Linked DNA regions of Mus musculus: regions 2 and 3 are each linked to region 1. Evidence: chromatin contacts called from public HiChIP or PLAC-seq and Micro-C data. All regions are on one chromosome and are shown on one strand. Each heading gives the region's core, a stretch centred on a gene start, on an enhancer-like site or on the middle of the called end of the contact. The rest is flanking DNA. Distances are from core to core; before and after follow the strand shown.

Region 1 (4,435 bases), core at 1,269-3,768:
AAAAATTGTTAGCCCTTCTTATTTATAGAAATCTAATTTGACAATAATGTTTTTTTTTCCTGGATGGACATGTGGAAATCAAATCAAATTCAAATCAGCTTCTAATTAATAGAGTAATGACAGTTAAGTTCCACATCCATTATATATGATGACACTTTAACAAGCAGCTCACAGTGCCCTGCACTCTGAACTTGGGCCTTTGAACATCATCTTTAGTAGCACTGAGCTTTAACAGTCCCCAAATACAAGCACGGGCATTCCCCTCAGGATCTTGTAGTCAAAACAAACAACTCTATCTACATCTATATCTATCTATCTATATGTGTGTGTGTTTGTGTATTAGATATAAATATTAATAGATATAAATATATTACTATATTTATGGAGTTTGTTATAACAAACTCTAGACTGCTGTTTTGATTCGTGTGTAGGAACGACTGAGAGCCAAGAGCTATTCTTACAGCAACATACACAGGTACACTAAGGCAAAGCCTGCACCACATAATTTCTTATAGCACAGATCTTACTACTTCATTCTCTAGATTAAAGAGGAAAAATAGGGTTAATGAGCAATACAGGCAGACTGGGGAAAAAGAAGCAAGCGAACAGATTTTTTTTTTTTTAAGAAAGGATACAGCCTTAAAGCACCAGTCTGAGTTCCTACCGCCAGGATCTTCTGAACGGGATCAAAGGCCAGGGCTGAGGGCTGATAGGGGAATCCATGGCGAACAGTCTGGGGATGGGCAGTGACATCACAGGAACCCACCGAGACAGCAGGCAAAATCCGAAAACAGAACAGCCCACAGTGAGTTAGAGTTGGGCCCAACTATACTGGATCAAAGCACACACACAGACTTAGCACTTTAAGGGGGAGTTCGGGATGGGGGTGGGGGTAGGGGGGAGGGTGGACTCTATCTTAAGGAACAAGCACAGAAGCACAAATCATTTAAACTCCTGCCTTGCTACAATGCTAGTAACTTCACAGAGGGCAATTTTCTATGAATAGCGTATACTATTCTGTTTGACGCCACGTTACTCAAGTTCGTAGTGGTCCAAAATTCTGTAAAATCATTCTGAAGTGTGATTCGTATTGCATCTTAAGAGAAATCACCCAAACGCGGTTTTATTTGAATGCTAAATTTAGGGAGGGATTTCTAAAGAAAAGTTGTCATGAAACTAATAGAAGGATTTAGTTAAAGAACCAGCATTTGCAATTCTAACGATGAAAATGGGTGCGAAAAATAATCTTGTAATTTTGTATTACGTCCGGAATAATTTTAGGACATAAGAACCGAATTGTACGTAGGCTTTTAAATCACCGCTGTAGGAAGGACCTAATGGCTATCTAGGAAGCAGGCGATTCTGGATAGGGAGGCTCATATGCCTTTCTCACCTAGCAGCTGGGAATTAATCCGCTGCATCATTCTTTCTGAATTACATACAAGACCTTGTGGCAATCATCGTGCCAATTCACTGACAAAACCCTCCGCGCTAAGTTTTTAACCAAACAGGCTAAAAAGAATCCTGTGACTTCAGGTGGTGAGCCGCTCGCACGCATTCTAAGGAAAAAGTGATGCGAAAAAAAATAATAATAAAAAATAAAAAACCTGGTTGAACAGGTTTGCCTTGCCCACAGACGACGTTCATCACACACTGCTGGAAAATTTCGACGTCAGTGGAAGATAATAAAATATGCGCGAATATAAAAAGTATTTCTAGGCCACTGTTACTAGCATCTAGATGGGGATTAAAGGCAAGGGTTGGGTTGCCTTGAAATGATTGCTTTTTATGAAAGGGAAAAAGACACCGACTTATAAGAAGTAGGGGATCTCTGTCCAAATCCCCCAGCAAGGCACGTCTGTCAAGGGTGGGGGGCGCCTTCTTGGAGCGCTGAGCTCCATTGGCGCGCTCTGCCCTCGCGCTCCCAGGTGCTGCCCAGCGGCCCCCTCAAACGACCCCAATCTTCCCACGACAGCTTGGCCGGGCTGCGCGCTCCCCGCTCCCTTCACCTTGCAGAGTTGGAAGTGTTCGGACTGGAGCGTCTCCTGGATCTCCGGCTCCCGGTTCCCAGGCGGGTGCTGCTGCTGTTGCTGCTGTTGCGAGGCCGAGGACGAGCCTGCGGTCAGGCCGTCCAGCACCTTCCTGATGTTGAATTTCCTCATGGTCTCGCCCAAGGGTCTCCCCGCTGCGAGGCCCAGGTAGGGGAGGAGGCACCGGCTGCGAAGGAGTCCGAGCCGCTGAAGCCGAGCGGCGGCTTCGACCGCGGGGAGCGAAGGAGCAGCGGGGAGCAGAAGATAATCCCAACAGGAAGGGCTGCGACGACGGGCGGGCGGGCGCGCGGCGGCGAGCCTTCTTCCTCCGAGGCCGCCGCGGCTGCAGTGGCGCCGGACGCCGCCTCCTCACCTGGTCGCGGCCGGGCTCCCGCCGTCCCGCGCCGCTGCCGCCGCATCCATGGCCCGCAGCCCGGCAGTCCCCCGGCAGGTCCCGGGCTCGGCCTCCGTTCAGCGCAGCCGCCCGGCCCGCATGGCCCGGGCACCCGGGGCCGGTCTCCGCGCCGCCTGTCGCTCTCTCCCCGGATGCTCGCTGTCGCCTCCCGTGAGCCTCGGACCCTGGCCCTCAACGCTCGGTAGAGCAGGCGGCGAGCCGCGGTTCCAGCGCCGGCCGCGGCGGTGGCGGCAGCTGGGCCTCCGCGGAGCGAGCTGCCCGGTGCGCATGCGCGCCGCCGCCCCCGCCCCCGGCCGGCGGCTTAAATCATCCTCCGCCGAGGACCAGGGGCAGCAGCTGGCGGACCCGCGGGCTCAGTGGCCCGCGCCTCCAGCCCTGTCACTCACAGCTCCCGCAGTGTGGTTTCGGGTTTGCTTGTATCTGGGCTCGCAATGGAACATCCAGGCAACGATTAAGTCAGTGGCAAGATGACAACTAAGAGACACCCAAAGGGAGAGAAGCCCAGCCTCCTTCATGAAGGTGTTGCTGGAGGTAAAACGAGGCTGGCGGGTGGAGGAAAGACTGGGGTCGGCCCCCTAAGGGGAAGAACTCCAGCGATCTCACCTTGGTCACCCATCATCCTGAATCCATTTGGCAGGCAGGGTGGGTGGCAGACAGCACTCCCCGCCACTCCTTGTTACAAAGTCCCGTCTACCTGCCAGTTTAATTAACCAATCGACAGCCCCCTGGAGTCTCTCTGAGATCATCCGGCGGGAGAAGGAGGTGAAGTTTTTTCTCAGATCTGACCGCCAATGTTCCTGCATGTCTCCCAGAGTGCTAAGAGACAGATGAGTGGTTCAAGTTTCCATCAGTGGAGAGAAATTGGTGCTGAGGGCGGAGAGAGCAATCCTTCTGGCCAGTGCATTCTATAAGCAAAGGTGATAGGGCTGGATAATCAGAAGGGGGGAATCCTTGGAAGACCTTCTATAGCCGGGGGCGGGGGGGGGGGTTGTACAGCAAGAAGCCAATCTTAGGTTTAGAAAGACCCCGCCCCTACCGGGGCGCGAGGGTGGGGTGGGAACAGCAATGCTACTAGGATTTGTTAGTTCCGCACCAAAATCAGAAGCACCTCCCTTTGCTTCGTTATTGGCTACATTCTCTCGTTCAGGACAGTCTCCTCACAGTATTGGCCTATGGGCAGACGGAGCTAGCCTTCAAGAATAGTAAACAAACCAATTAGGCTTGGCGCACAGGGCATTTCGGGAAGTGTAGTTCTCTAAAAGTTCTGTCCACCAAGAAGAAGCCTTTCAGTTGGAACTTTTTAAAACTTTGCTCTACGGTTTAAAACTTGTTGAAGTAGGAAGTTAATTCACGAAAGGGGGATGACGTAATAAACTAAACTTAAAGTCTTTCCTAAACTATTTGTAAGTTCCTAAACTATTTGCCTCTAAGCCTTTGGTTTATTTAATTCCCTGAAATACATTTTGTCTAGTTTAACACGTTGTATTGGGCACAGAGAACTTAAAAACGCAATACTTGTCTTCAATACATGGGTTGCTGTGTCAAGGGAACGACCTCGCATAACCAAATGTAAAATCGTATGAGTTCAATGGTGGGGGTCTGATGACGGACATTGAATTAGCCAGAGAAGGGCTGGAAATGAGGATAGCCATCTAAAGCTGAATAAGCAGGCAGTGATCCAGAGATTCAAGAGGAAAAGATCTTCCCAAGGGTGTAGAAGGGGACTTTTAAAAATTGAACTACGTAGGTAGCATTCTTAAAAATCCGAGTGACTCCACAGAGCAAACTACAGAACCGGTAAATAACATCCCTGAATTCTATGATATGTTTTTCCACTGAGGTATCAACTAAATTTATTGAGTAAATCATCATCACTCATTTAAAAACTCTAGGGAAATTACAATTTTCTGTCCAGAGGCCTTGCGATGAAGTACAAGGCTTCACTGTGCCTGACAGGGGTTGGAGTCCCTGCCCTGTCTATCTATGCAAA
Region 2 (4,435 bases), core at 1,180-3,679, 1.4 Mb before region 1:
CTTTCTCGATTCTATCCTTCAAACACCCTTGCTTCTCAGCACACCTGTGTTTCCCTTTTCACATAAAGGGTAAGAGAACCACAAAACTGTAAGAGCCCCTAATTACACCATGAAGAGCCAAAGCTGTAAAGCTGGAGCTCAAAGGAAAGCACTCCTAGGATAGAATGGGTCTTCCAGCCCCACCCAGCACAGTTCCCTCCATGCAGCAGACCGCCACACTTAACTTAAAAGGAACTTTTGGTGATGGGTGACACACAATCAGATTCTATGGAAGAACAGCCCTGAGCTTCATCACTTCCCAATACTAGTGGGCACTAGATCCTGATAGTGACGGTGACGTTACCAGGAGCAAGAGCAGGTGTCTGAAAGCACGGAAGATAAGACTCAAGACCCAGAAGGCAGAATGGCAGAGAATGAAGAGGTTACACTCACCAATAAAAAGGGCTTATTAACCCAAAACCATAAAGCCACATGCTAAGAATTGTGCTTCGGAAATTTGACCGAGGCAATATTTTTCTTTAATCTTCCGTATCAGTTCTTGTGAAGTCACAGTATCCCCAATGTTTTTACTGAAATGAGATTTTAACTCTTAAAAATCCGAGCTTCTGTCCCTGGAAGCAATGCAATTTTATCAGTTTACACTACTCCCAAACACCCTTTGTTGGTGTGGTTTTGTGGTTTTCTTGTTTTTCCTTCCAAACAGGCCTGCTGTTACTAGACCTGAGACTTCTGTGAGACCTCTTTCTTTTTCAGCCACGAACCAAAAGGGAAGGGACCTTTGAGGTAACTGTATGAGTCTTGGGCAGCCCATTCTGGTCCCAGCACTTTGATGGAGTCTCCACCTGAACTGACTCTGGACCTGCAGATGACCACGGTAGGTTCTTCCACTCAAACCACCTCAGAGACAACCCCCGCACGACCTCTCCTGGCCACAGAAGTCAAGGAATTTACACCCTCCCTCAGCCAAGGCACAGGAGCCAGCATCATCCCTGGGACCTGAGCGAGTGCTGGCCAAGCCTTGGCACTCAGAATCATGGATGAGAGAGCAGCGAGGTCATACCTCACTGAAATCTGTTTTCTTGGGTTCCAACCTCTTCCTTTTTCAGCCACGAACCAAAAAGAAAAAAAAAAAAGTTGACTTAAGACACATACGGGGCGGAATTTCGAAGGCGGCACAGTTGACTGGCACCTAGAAACAGCCCCAATTTCTCCCGCACTCTCGCTGCAGTCCGCGGGGTGCGCAGGTGCTGCCAAGGAACAAACCAACCTAGGGAAAGACTGGAATCACCTGGGCCAACTCACAAACGGGGGACCCAGTGGATAGAATATCTAAAAGTGACTGGAAAGCGGGGTTAAACCAGCCCACACAACTCAGAAGGGAAAAGCCAGACGGGACAGGATTGTAAGTTGTTAACCACATCCTAGAGAGGACTGTGCACGCACCGCCAGGCCAGCATACACACAAATATTCACAAACATGCACATGTCTATTCTGCCCCAGTTGGAGTGGCGATTCGGGGACAGGTACGTGGTGTCCGGGCTTGGGACACCTGCCCGGAGTCCCCCGTCGCTGCGGGCAGCCCAGAGTACTGTAGGAAGCAGGCGCTCCCAGCTGCCTCACTGAGGGATGCTCAGTGGCATCCCACCTGGGGAGCCTCGGGGACCGTGGTGGCCGTGACAGCTTTAGATGTTCCCCGCTTATCACCCTTTCCCCGAGTGCCCAACTTTGCGGGGCTGGCGCAGCCCTTCCCTACCCAAATACTGCCGCAGGTCGAGCAGGAAGCGAGGGGGTCCCCCGCTGAGCTGGTAGAAGAGGGAGCCCAGGCAGAAGACCAGCAGGGTAGCCATGCAGAAACCGTAGTCCCGGAGGGAGAAGCGCAGGAAAGGCAGCAGCGGGATCCGGCGCTTGCAGCTGCCCAGGCACGGAGGGGCGCCCCCCACAGGGGCCCCATGGGGCCAGGGATCCGTGCCGCCGCCGGGATGCTGCTGCTGCTTCTTCTTCATCGCCGGCTCCGCCGCCTCGAACAGCCCGCCCCGGCCAGGAAGAGGTCACCCATCCGCCGCCAGCCGGAGCGCCTAGCCGGCTGTCTGCACATGGAGAGGGACGCGCTGAGGGCAGCCGGGTGGGGGCGGGGAGGGGCCGAAGTTGCCGGGCTCAGGGTACTCTGCTCGTCTTGGTCCCCACCGCTCGCTGCGGCCCCAAAGGGCCCAAAATGTCCCGGGCCCCGCCGTGGGGGTGGCGATCGCAACCCACGCCTGGTCGCGCGTCCTGCTAGCAGCCCCGCGTCCCGTAGCAGCCCTGCGCCCCAAGTCCCGCCGCGCCCCGGGCTCGCTCCCGGCTCGCCTCCAGCGCCAGCGTGGACCCCCCGGGCTTTGTGTGGGTCGCGGGCGGTGTGTTTGGTCCCAGTTCAGGCTCGGCTAGCTCAAGGCAGGGAGGATCGGGAGGCGGACACCACCCTCTCGCTCCACCTCCTTGACAGGGGCTTCCCTCCCTCCTCGCCTCTCCTCCCCTCCCCTTTCTCTCTGGCGCGAGACGGCCCGCTCTCCTCCCTCCCCGGCCCTCCCTTCCCTCTCCAACCCTGGGCTCGACGCTGGACTCGGTGTCACATTACGGCTTCTGCTGGGGCGGGCAGGGAGGGAGGAGGGGGCCGAGGATCAGCAACAAGGAAGAAAGTTTTTGGGTGCGTGGATTTTTTTTTTTTCCTCCTCCATTCTCTACAATCTGGTCTCGGTTCCTGCGCTACCAGCGACCTCTTGGGGCCCGCTGACTTCCCTCTCGTAAACAGTCGCCTTGGAGGATTTGACTACGTTTGTCTTTTCATTTGGGGAACTTGATTCTCTTTCTATATCCCAAGCGACCCACCTACCAAAAGCCGATATAAAATGTGCTGGGATATGGGTTCAAGACCTAGCCGGGACGGTAAAAGGCAAGAGGTGGGTGGTTTCGGCAGAGCCAGGCATAGCTCACGCCCTTGGCTCAGAATCAGAGGGCGCTTTTTTCTTGCCCTCCCTCGTCTTACAAGCACTCCACTGAAAACAAGGGTACTCCACTGACTGGAGGAAGACCTTACAGCAGATATAAAAGGAGAAGGCTCTGTGCCTTCACAGACCTGTTTCACCATCTCTCTTCCCACCGCTGGGAAGTTTCTAGAACTGAAAGAGCCCACGGAGCTTCCCAGAGACCTATCCGAGAACAGGGCTGCTCTATCAAACACACTTAATCGTTTTTGTTTTTACAAATCACCAGATACACAAGTGATATGGCCTAAGAGTTACATTGTGATTCCAGTGTCCTAGATTGTTTTTCTGTTGCTGTGATAAACATCATGACCCAAAATAACATGGAGGAAAAAAAGAATTTGTTTGGCTTACCAGTTACAGTCCATTGTGGAGGGAAGGTGAGGCAGGAGGAACCTAGAGACAGGAACTGGAGCAGAAACTGGAGAAATGTGCTTACGCGGGTTCTAGGTTCACCTTCCGCCGTCTTTCTTGTACTGTCCAGGGCCACCTGCTTAGGAACGGCTCTCTGCCTGCTGTGGCCTGGCCCCCCTACATCAATTAGCAATCAAGAAAATGCTCCCCAGACAGGAGCAAAAAAACAATCTGTTGGAGACAGTTCTCCAATAATGTTTTTCTTTTCCAAGCTGAGTTAAGTTGGAAACAGAAGTGACATTTAGTGACATAAGCAGGTAGGTAGGACTGTGAACAAGACAGATATATTAACCACTGCAGCATGACACTGGGCAGATTTCTTCATGGTTTCCCTGGGATTAGAAAACAGCATTTAGCTCAGGCCACACAATTCCGATGCCTCTCAACTCTGATCCCCAAATCATTCTAAATAGTCCAGTAATCAGGAGATGTGGGGCAGTTAAGAGCCTCATAGCTCCACGACTGTTCTCCTGAAAACTTTTAAAACATTATCCATCCAGAGATTATTCCACAGAAAATTGAGAAATGGGATCCTGGGAGCAAGAATTCACAATTAGAGGACAGAATGCATGATGGTTAGTTTTAAAAGTCACATGTCACAACCTAGAATCACGGGATAGAATGTCAATTAAAGACTTGCCTACACTGGATCAGCCTATGGGAATACCTGTGGAGGACTGCCCCGTTGTTATTTAATGTGGGAGGGCCCAGCCCACTGTGAAGCACACGACTCCCTAGGCAGATGGTTCTGGACCGTCTAAAAGAGCATGAGCCAGCAAACAAAATTCTCCATAGGTCCAGTCACACTTCTTTGGCTAGGAAGTGAGGTCAGTGGTCAGGGTTAGTACCATATGGAATAGCAAATAGCCCTGTCTTCAAGTTCCTCTCTTGAGCTCCTTCAATGAGGAAATGTGATTTTGAATTATAAGCCGACTAACCCCTCCCTCCCTAAAGTTGCCTGTGGTCAAGTTATTTCTCACAGCAACAGGAGCTCAAACTGAGC
Region 3 (4,435 bases), core at 920-3,419, 1.4 Mb after region 1:
AGCCCATCCTTTTTAAATTTTTTTCTCAAACATTTGCTTGCAGTTGACTTAGAATCACTGGAGGGTGTTTCCACAAAACTGCAGCAGATTGTCTTAAAACTACCAGACTAAGAAAATGGCACCCTGTGCTTCTGGATCAAACATTCTACATTTGGCATTTATGAAATGGTGTCGACATTTAATTCTAGGTTATTATTCAGACCCTACTGCATATTTAGAAATAATTTGGGAATGATTTCTAAATTCTACATGTATAACAAACACTGAAAGAATAAGTAGGCACTGAGTAGATAATTAGCATAGTTGTTTAATTGTATTTCCACTAATGATCAAAGATTTAAATATAAAGAAAGCAGGAAAGGAAGGAGAGGGAAAGAAATAGGAGTGAGGAAGAGAAGCACAGGGGAACAAGATGAGATTACATTAGGCTGAAAATTAAATAATCCAGAAATATCTTTTTTATTCTTCCTCTTGAACAAATCACAAAGAACATATTGTAAGGGTATTGTTTTAAGGGTGATGAAATAATCAATGGCTATACAAAAGACACAGATACAGCTCATGTTATGTATATTTTGGGGGGAAATATGGATTCTGAACAAAAGCTAAAAGCAATTTTCTGATTTTGTAATGGTCTTTTATAGGGAGCCACATAGTAACAATGGCTCCTACTTAGGATATGTTGGGTTCTCCTTATTTAAGCCCACAAGTGTTTGTATTTATTATTATTTTTCACATCTTGGAATATTTACACATATGCATTAAGATATCTTGAGAATTAACCCCAAATTTAAACATGATGACTTTCATCTATACCCTCTATAAATGGCCTGGGCTATTTGTTTGATTTTTTGTTTTTCAGAGACCATCTTGCTATGTAGCCCTGATTGGGGGTTGAAATTGCTACATAAACCAAGTTCCTTTAATTTCTTACATTTTTCCTGCCTTTGTATCCCAAGTGCTGGGACTATATTGTGTGTTATCAAGTACAGCCTGAGGATAACTTAATGCAATACTCTTAGCCTGCCTGTGTTTTGACTCTGCTTAATCATATGAAGGTGTGAAATTTTCCACTCATGGAATCATGTCACACTGGAAAGTTTTAAGTGTGGAGCATTTTGGCGTTGGAAGTTAGAGACTCTCAGACCCCTGCCTCAGGGCTTTACACATACTTTCTACAGAAGCACTGTGAAGTGGATGCTACTGATTTTACAAGATACCTATGCTAGCAATGGGAGAGATGGAGGAACTTGGTCTAGTTATACCAAGAAGATCTGAAGCTGCTAGGCCTGAAATTATGGTTATTTTTTTTTTTCACTCCACACACTCAGGGGATTTCTGTTTATTTGATACAAACATTGTGGTGATGAGATGAGATGTCCTCATATGCCTCATAAATTTGAATACCTACCTCACCACTGCCACCTCTCAGGGCCCTCACATTTATATACCCTTTGAAAAGTCCCCAGAATTCCAAATATCATACAACTGCAGGAATTATCTGCAGCTGGCAAAATTGTACCCTCCACCTGAGCACTGGTCAAATCACAGTCAGCTTTTGTGGATAATCTGAAGCAGTCCTATATCCCACATCTGGACTTAAAATGAAAATATATTCTTATAATACTTTTTTATTTTATTTATTTTTTATTTTAAATCTTTTTTATTTTTTTAAGATTTATTTATTATTATATGTAAGTACACTGTAGCTGTCTTCAGATACTCCAGAAGAGGGAGTCAGATCTTGTTACGGATGGTTGTGAGCCACCATGTGGTTGCTAGGATTTGAACTCTGAACCTTCGGAAGAGCAGTCGGGTGCTCCTACCCACTGAGCCATCTCACCAGCCCATAATACTTTTTTAAAGAAATCAAGATTCCAAAATTGTCATTACACATGACAACAGAGTGAAGGCATGGAAGCAGGAGCAGAAGGTGAAAGTTCACTTTTTGAACCACAAGCAAAAGGTTGAGAGAACTAGGGATGCTGTGTGGCTTTCTTTGGTCTGAATGTCTCTAACTTCCAACACCAAAATGCTCCAAACTTGAAACTTTCCAGTGTGACATAATTCTATAAGTAGAAATTTTCATAACTTATTTCATGTGACTGAGCAGAGTCAAAACACAGGCAGGCAAAGTATTGCATAAAGTTATCCTCAGGAACTTGTGTAATGCCAGGTCTCTTTCTCATTTTTTTTTCTTCCTTCTTTGCTGTCTCTGCTCTGGGCCATATTTTTCTTTCCCTGGGCCAGGCTCTTTCCATGTGGCAGAAATATTATCACTGGCAGTTCTCAGTTCCATCATAGGAGGACTGCCCTGTACTAGGCCCTTGTCACATCAAGGAACAACTCAAGCAATCCCTCCAGGGCAGTGATCAGAACAGCTTGATTTGGTTCCTCATCCCTGCAGTACTTCATGTTTTTCAGAGATAGACAATACATTGATAAAGGAACAGGCTCCATAAAAAGAAATTTCCTTCTTCAGAATAAAGAAAGAAGTGGTTGAAAGAACAACCAGTAACTAATTCTCCATAATACTGTTTTGGTTCAGTGTCTTTTCAAAGCAGAAATGACAACAGTTAAAGTCTATACACAGTGAATTGAACATTTTGCTAATTGACTATCTTAGTGTTTCCATTGCTGTAAAGAGACACCATGACCAAGGCAACTCTTATAAAGGACATTCAATTGGAACTGGCTTACTGATTCTGAGATTCAGTCCATTATCATCTTGGTGGGAAGCATGGCAGTGTCCAGGAAGGCATAGCACTAGAGAAGCTAAGAGTTCTATATCTTTTTTTCCAATGGCAAACAGGAGATGACTATCTCTAGTCAGGTAGGAGGAGGGTTTCAAAGCCTATCCCCACAGTGACATTCTTCCTCCAACAAAGCCACACCTACTCCAACAAGGCCACACCTCCTAATAGTGCCATTCCCTGGGCCAAGCATATTTAAATCACCACATTGACTAATTAAAGTATGTATTTATTAACATCTGATTGAAAGAGACATTTAAGATAATTAAAGGGATTTATAAAACATACCAACAAGCTACCAGAAAATCACCAACGGACATTAACTACAGATTACCTCGTAAAAAAGCAGAGAAACAAAACACATGGTAAAAACTAAACGTAGAAATGAGCTAAATGGAAACTGCAAGATCACATCACAGTTTGTATTGTAATTTTTCTCTGTGACACTGAAATGTGGGTAATCTGTTGGCTAACACAATTTATGGTAGCCATAAAAATAAAAACAAACCAGTCTCAAATAATTCTATTTAAACTAGCATCAGAAGAAAAAGGGTAACATATTTCATATTTCATAGAAGTTGCTATACTCCATAGAATATATTTCATATCACATCACAGGGATGTGAATTCCACAGGATGATGCATAGGACAGCAGAAAGCTAGTCATCAGACAAGCTTAATGGCATATTTAAATGACACAGAAGTTAAGAATGTACTCACTGGTTAGCAACTAGCTACTTTGCCAACTAAGGAAATAATTATATGATTCTTGTAGAGAAGTGCTAGGGATAGGATACTATGTGAAATGCAAAGTGTGATACACTTCCAGGAAACTACTCTACTCCCTTGTAGAAATGAGTGAAAGAATTTCCATCCTTAAAATATAATGGCCAAAAAACACTCAATATTTCCATATTAAAAAACTATCAATAATTTCAGTTGATATAAAAATTACAAGGCAATGTACCTGAATGTCTGTATCAACAGAAAAATATTTCCCAAAATACACAGGAACACCTGCTGCAGATGGACCTCAGTCAGGTCCTCGATCCACAGGAAAACCCGGTTTTCCGGTTACAGGCAAGCAAGGAGTTGGCACTGATGGGTGACAGACACTGACATAGAAAGAGTATGTATCTGGATGTATTTTCTCAAAGCGAGCATCAGTCTTATAATACAGAAGAAAAACAAGAAAGCTAGGCGAATACATCTGCCAAGGTACACTGGTTCTTTACACAAAACAAAGAAAATGCATACATAAAAAGATAGCAGGAGCCAGGCCATGTTTACAACTGAGAATAGGAACAACCCTTAATTAAGATCAGCCAGGTGAATGCTCTGATGCATTGCTAGTCTATTGTTAAACCCACCACCAGGGGTCCTTTAGTAAATACCTGGTTATGCTATTCCTGTGGGCCTAGTGAAAAACCTGCACCAGGGGAATTCTGTTCTACTAACCTTTTCATGAAACCACAACCCACCTATTTCCTAGGCCATTGTGTATAGGTGTGACTCGGCTATTGTTCTAAGTAATTACTATGTAGACTAGCCCTGAGCTTTTCTAGCTCTGTTCTTTGTAATGCCTGATTATTTTCACTGTCTCTACTAGGGTAAATTTGAATGTTACTGAATAGGTAACATTCTTACTGCATTCCAAGCTCAGGGTCGGCTCAAGGACTTCC

Evidence for each region. A called contact is a pair of places that touch in the nucleus more often than the background predicts. HiChIP or PLAC-seq counts read pairs in DNA pulled down with a chosen protein or histone mark.
Region 2: a Micro-C map of embryonic stem cells shows a contact between it and region 1, with 6 times the contacts expected there. The contact joins the promoter of Ust here to the promoter of Stxbp5 in region 1. A contact is called at or near these places in 1 of 484 Hi-C or Micro-C datasets (embryonic stem cells) and 1 of 115 datasets of contacts at active chromatin or transcription factors (astrocytes).
Region 3: an H3K27ac HiChIP or PLAC-seq map of acute myeloid leukemia shows a contact between it and region 1, with 12 times the contacts expected there. The contact joins the enhancer-like site here to the promoter of Stxbp5 in region 1. A contact is called at or near these places in 2 of 39 promoter capture datasets (liver and stem cell-derived epiblast-like cells) and 1 of 115 datasets of contacts at active chromatin or transcription factors (acute myeloid leukemia).

Annotation. Positions count from the first base shown.
Region 1 is chr10:9,898,522-9,902,956 of GRCm38.p6, forward strand. Stxbp5 (syntaxin binding protein 5 (tomosyn)) reads right to left here and starts at 2,519. Exons shown (of 26, transcript NM_001081344.2): 1 at 2,010-2,519; 2 at 636-733. The coding sequence starts at 2,162. Gm46210 (a long non-coding RNA gene) reads left to right here and starts at 2,792. Exons shown (of 3, transcript XR_001779713.1): 1 at 2,792-2,976.
Region 2 is chr10:8,516,396-8,520,830 of GRCm38.p6, forward strand. It overlaps Ust (uronyl-2-sulfotransferase), which reads right to left and starts at 2,430. Exons shown (of 8, transcript NM_177387.3): 1 at 1,755-2,430. The coding sequence starts at 2,004.
Region 3 is chr10:11,258,177-11,262,611 of GRCm38.p6, forward strand. No RefSeq gene overlaps it. Among named protein-coding and RNA genes, the nearest start is that of Fbxo30, 21 kb to the right of the region's middle. Within about 2 kb of position 2,170, at least 7 of the 459 cell types and tissues checked have an H3K27ac peak or open chromatin away from gene starts, as enhancers often do. A contact at or near this core is called in acute myeloid leukemia, where this site is marked.